Linked DNA regions of Mus musculus: region 1 is linked to region 2. A link is a contact called in public Micro-C data. All regions are on one chromosome and are shown on one strand. Each heading gives the region's core, a stretch centred on a gene start, on an enhancer-like site or on the middle of the called end of the contact. The rest is flanking DNA. Distances are from core to core; before and after follow the strand shown. Region 1 overlaps Smchd1 (SMC hinge domain containing 1). Region 2 overlaps Lpin2 (lipin 2).

Region 1 (2,700 bases), core at 140-2,639, 100 kb before region 2:
AGAGATCTGGAATTTGAGGCCAGCCTGAGTTACTTAACAAGACTATCTCAAAAGGGAAAAAAAAAATCATTTCATTGGATGATATATAAACAAATGACTGACCTTGTTAAAACCAATGCAAAACTTACCATTAATTTGAAACAAATTAAAATGAAATGAGTGTAGTATCTAAAACTGAAAAGGGACAGTCTCATATTGGAAAAGCTCTAACTTGCATGTATAATTGAAATTTTTTATCTCATATCTGTTGGGTTGGAAGTTCATGGTCAGAGTGATTGGCAGAGGTGATTTCTTCTAGGAGCCATGAGTGAAGGAAGAGTCTGTTTCAGAGCCTCTCGCCTTTCCTTGTAATTGGCTATCTTCCTCATGTCTCTTTTAATGTATGTGTCATCATGTCTGCCTTTCCCCTTTCTGAGGACAGCAGTGACACTGGATTAGAGACTGAACAACCTCAGCCTGATCGTTTCTGTAAAAATACCATCTCTAAGCTGGGTGTAGTGGTTCACAGTCTCATTTTATTTTATTTTTTAAATTTCTATTTCAACTTTACCATTTTTTTTGATATTGTATTTATTTACATTTCAAATGTTATTCCCCTATCCCATTCCCCCTCCCCCTGCTTCTGTGAGGGTGTTCCCCCACCCACCCACCCACTCCTGCCTCCCCGCCCTGGCATTCCCCTACACTGGTGTATCGAGCCTTCACAGGACCAAGGATCTCTCCTCCCACTGATGCCAGATAAGTCCAGCTTCTGCTACATATACAGCTGGAGCCATGGGTCCCTCCATGAGTACTCCTTGGTTGGTGTTTTAGTCCCTGGGAGCTCTGGGGGCTCTAGTTGGTGGATTATTGTTGTTCTTTCTATGAGGTTGCAAACCCCTTCAGCTCCTTCAGTCCTTTCCCTAATGCTCCACTGGGGACACCGTGCTCAGTCCAATGGTTGACTGCAAGCACCCACCTCTGTATTTGTCAGGCTTTGGCAAAGCCTCTCTGGAGACAGTTGAGGCTCCTGTCAGCAAGCACTTCTTGGCATCCACAGTAGTGTCTGGGTTTGGTGTCTGTATATGGGATGGATCCCCAGGTGGGGCAGTCTCTGGATGGCCTTTCCTTCTGTCTCTGCTCCACACTCTGTCCCCGTATTTCCTTTAGACAGGAGTGTGAGTACAAGGCTAACATGCACAATATACTGAGCTCTCGGCCAGCCTAGGGTGGACTGTGAAAGGGAAAATCCTGTCTCGTATTTAAAGGCCACATGATGTTATACCAGTGCTTCTCAGCCTTTAAAGCTGCAACCTTTACTAACATTCCTCATGTCATGATGGCCACCCCCCACCATAAGGTTATTTCATTGTTACTGCATAACTGTAAGTTTACTTCTGTTATGAATCATAATGTAAACATCTGACATGCACGATACCTGATATGTGAGCCTCCCGAGGGATTGCCAACCCACTGGTTGAGAACAGTGGAAGTTATGGGGTCAAGAGCATAATGATTTTGAAAGAACAAAGTTCTGTTTACTGTTTGTTGGTGCCTTTGCAGGCAGCTAGGCTCACCAGCATTTAGCATCTTTACAAGAGGGCAGTTTACCACTGGAGTATCTTTAATTGTTTAATAACTTACATTCTTTTGTGTTTGTAGGCCTTTGTCTTAGGGTTTCTAGGTTTTTTTATGTTTTTGTTTTGTTTTGTGTTGTTTTTCAAGACAAGGTTTCTCTGTGTAGCCCTGGTTATTACCCTGGCATTCTTTCTATATACCAGGCTGGTCTCTGCTTCCCAAGGGCTGGGTTAATTAAAGGCAAGTGCTACCTCTACCACCACCCCACCCCCAGCTCAGCCTGCTCACTGGGCCATCTATGTAGCTCCTGCCCCCAGTTTTACCTTGTGTTCACCTTTAGAAAGCATATAAGTCCAAATCAAAACCAAGAATGCATAATCATTTCTCTTACCAAACCAAGTAATTTGAAATTTGCAGACTTTTAGCTCACTACCAGGCAGTGGTGGCATATGCCTTTAATCTCAGCAGAGGCAGACAGATCTCTGAGTTTGAGGCCAGTTTAGTCTTCAGAGCCAGTTCTAGGACAGCCAGGACTACACAGAGAAACTCTGTCTTGAAATAACAAACAAAAAAATTTGGCTCACTAAATTTACTGTATTTTTTTTTCAATTCAATTTTTTTCAATTAGCCCACGCCTGTAGACCTAGCCTACAGCTAGCTGGCTCAGAGAGTTTAATCTCATGGTGACATTGCACATCAAACAGTAAAGTGACCACTCATATTGTTGTACTTTAAGGGTCTTTTCAATGGCAGATTTAACACCAAAAATAAATAAAAGTGCCAGTTTTCTGGAAGAGCATCTGTGATGTTCCTCTGGCATTATACTTTTTTAAGATGTAATTTTATTTCTATAAATTATATATAGTCTATGTAAATATTTCATATAATTCAGATACTATTTAAGCTTTAACGTTAGATTGGATTAGATGTTTGTAATGTGCTGAATTATAATGCTCTTCGATCACACTTGAGGGTGGTGAGTGTGAGTGTGTGTGTGTGTGTGTGCGTGTGCGTGTGTGTACAGGCCGGAGGAGGATATCAGATGAAGTGCTGCACTAGCTGTAACCTTTCCTTAAGCCAGGGTCTCACTGACACTGGAGCCTGCGCGTTGGTCCGGGTGGAGTGGGTTGGTGTGGGGTTAGG
Region 2 (2,700 bases), core at 137-2,636:
AAACTTGCCAGGCTCCTTAAATGACATGTACAATATAAGTGCAAAGACAGGGAGCGTCAATAAAGATGTTGGAATCACTATGTTCCTTTTCTGTATTTGGCGCCTTATGGATTGGGAGTTACCGGGGGCGGGGGTGGGGTGGGAACAAACTAGAGCATTTTTTATGGCTGAAAGAATACTGTGTAAATTAACCCCAGTCGTTATGTAAAACATCCCATACCTGCCAGCTTCCAGGCTTTAGACATTTGGGGTTTGATTTTGGCTGGAAAACCACATCCAGATGTCCTTGAAGGTCAGGGTGTACCGTGGCCCTGCGGCTGAAGAGGGCCTCTGTTAGGGGAGGTGAGCTGGTTGCAGGCTAATGAGCCTGACTTCTTGTTGCTCCACTGCACAGCTCACTGGCAGAGATAGCACTACAAACTCTGGCTACAAACTCTGGTTCCTAAGCAACAAGCCCCCCCCCCATATAAAATGGGGGGCCGGCTGGAAACGGAGATCATTTGAGAAGACAAGCACATTTGGGTCTGGGAGGCCTGACACGACACTTTCCCAACAGCAGCACACAGCTCTAGGCACCCAGGTCTGTCAGCCAGCACCTGTAGGGAAAGGCAACTCCCCCAGGTCCCTAGTGGAAGGCGCAGACAGGGAAACCAGTTTCAATAGCCTTGCCTTGCTCCTAAACCAGTTGGCAGAAGAGTCTAATGTAGTCAAAATATACTAGGTTCCAAGGACTGTCTGCAAAGTTATTATGGGATATTTGGAAGGCGGGTCATGGACTGCCCGGTTTTCCACAGCTGGGGAGTTGGCTACCAAGGTCAGCGTGCCCTCTGCTGTCTGAGAAATGACGCATGGAAAACCCTGAGCAGCAGTACTTTTAGGAAAGCCCGGCTGGCTCACACGAATGTTTCTGTCCGTTTCCTTCCCTCTTCTTTGAAGACCATATTCAGTGCCAAAGTGGCCAAGTGTTCAGTGGCTGTAAGGCAGGGGCCCGACCGGAGATGTACGGCCACTGTGTTCCCCATTCCCAGACAGGTCTCTCGAGCATCCAACAGACCTTGATCATCCAGTGTGTGACTTCGTTACTGGCAGAGGTGCACTTAGCTAGCTCGCTCTATCCAACAAGCAAGGCGGAGTGAGCTGGGCCACAGCAGTAGGCATGTGCTCACTGGAAGACAAAACAGGATGCAAACTGGACTCCAGCCCACGCAGGAGATGGGTTTAAAATGGGAGCCCCAGTCTTTTTTTGGAGATGAAAAACAGGGACAGCTAGAGCGTGTCTGGAGGAGGGGAGTTTGGAGCAATGGCCCCTCCCTAAGTCACCACACCCCTTCTAGTCATGTGTCCATGAGTGAGTCAGAGGTATAAACAGAGTTTAAGTACTTACTCAGTACTTTTAATTGATGCTGGCCTCAAGTAGTCCTCCTAAGAGGACTAAGTGACTGGTACATACCACAGGGTCACCAGGTTCAGGGTACAACTTCTCTAATCAGGGAGCTTTGGTGACTTGAGAAAAAGGCAGTGCTTTTTAAGAACTGGAGCAATTTGCCCTTGATACGTACCACCACCAAACGGCACCATTAAAATGACTAAATACTATTAAATGGGATCTGCAAGGAGGAATGCCTGAGGTGTATTTTAAATCATTTCCAGATTAGCATATAGTCAGCATTCCCAGTGACGATTGGTCTTGTTTCCCACGTATCTGCTTCATGAAAGGAAGTGGATACCATAACTCCAGGCCTACAGTCTCAAGAGTGGCGGTGTCTGGCCCCCATCCACTTTGTAAACACAATCTGTGCTTCTCTTGTGCCATCTTACCATGGAAGGAGGTACACATGCAGGTACAGGGGTGAGGGCTGCCAAACTCTATCCTCTCATAGCACTTAAAACTGCCTAGAGGAATCAGATATTTTCTAGGACAAAAATATAGCCCCACTGCCAAGACTTGTGGTTCCTGTGCGATCCAGCAGACGTAGTATCTGCTGCCCAGTGACCTGAGGGAGGATGATGTCACATTAACTTTTGCCATCAATCATATGATGTGGGCTTGTGCTACAAAAAGTTCATGGGTACTCTGTTAATCTGATGGACTGTTACCTGCTGCTACCCAGGAAAGGCTTAATAAAGGTGAGGCATTAAAACTGAGCAGCATGGCCAGGAGACTCTGAAGGGCTGGTGTGGGAACTAGAGTGTAGGGAAATGATGGATGGACAAATCACTTCTTGACAGAATCTACAAGGCAGACATAGTTCCTGTGGGCGGAGCTTCTCTTCTGGAGCCAGGGTTTGCAAGGGAGCAACAGGAAGAGGTCGTCCCTCCTTTAGACAAGCAAGTCAGCAAAGCCAAAGTGATGTTTATGTATAACTGGTAATTGTAATTATCAATCTCTGGCACTGATACGGTCAAAGTCCCTGAAGGAAGGAGCCCAATGCAATCAGTTTATGTTAGTTTATTATTGTAACATTTTTTTGTGAACATCAAACACTGCACCAAAATATGAGCCATTCATCTGAAGACAACATCTTTACCATATTGAAGGTACTGCACTGATGTTTACAATGATTACGGACAACTTAAAGCTGCTTAGTGGCACTGCTCTCTAATAATCAAGTACTTCATCAGCTGAATGGAATCATTAGCAGGGAACTCTTTCCTCTGCCTTCAGGTCAAAAAAAGAATTTTTCACCTGGAAAGAGCAAT

The links. A called contact is a pair of places that touch in the nucleus more often than the background predicts.
Region 1: a contact with region 2 is called in a Micro-C map of palatal mesenchyme, with 1.6 times the contacts expected there. The contact joins two enhancer-like sites. A contact is called at or near these places in 11 of 39 promoter capture datasets (the 3T3-L1 cell line, 3T3-L1-derived adipocytes, the HPC-7 cell line and 7 more), 29 of 484 Hi-C or Micro-C datasets (3T3-L1-derived adipocytes, the AML12 cell line, the C10 cell line and 18 more), 7 of 115 datasets of contacts at active chromatin or transcription factors (DN3 thymocytes, the HPC-7 cell line, acute myeloid leukemia and 4 more) and 3 of 9 other capture datasets (adipose tissue, liver and pancreatic islet).

Annotation. Positions count from the first base shown.
Region 1 is chr17:71,354,435-71,357,134 of GRCm38.p6, reverse strand. The region is part of intron 44 of Smchd1 (SMC hinge domain containing 1); the gene reads left to right. Among named protein-coding and RNA genes, the nearest start is that of 4930471L23Rik, 40 kb to the right of the region's middle. Within about 2 kb of position 1,389, at least 21 of the 459 cell types and tissues checked have an H3K27ac peak or open chromatin away from gene starts, as enhancers often do. A contact at or near this core is called in the C2C12 cell line, embryonic fibroblasts, palatal mesenchyme and 1 more, where this site is marked.
Region 2 is chr17:71,249,552-71,252,251 of GRCm38.p6, reverse strand. Lpin2 (lipin 2) reads right to left here. Exons shown (of 20, transcript NM_001357791.1): 20 at 2,434-2,700. It overlaps Emilin2 (elastin microfibril interfacer 2), which reads left to right. Exons shown (of 8, transcript NM_145158.4): 8 at 1-80. Among named protein-coding and RNA genes, the nearest start is that of Emilin2, 60 kb to the left of the region's middle. Within about 2 kb of position 1,386, at least 104 of the 459 cell types and tissues checked have an H3K27ac peak or open chromatin away from gene starts, as enhancers often do. A contact at or near this core is called in the C2C12 cell line, embryonic fibroblasts, palatal mesenchyme and 1 more, where this site is marked.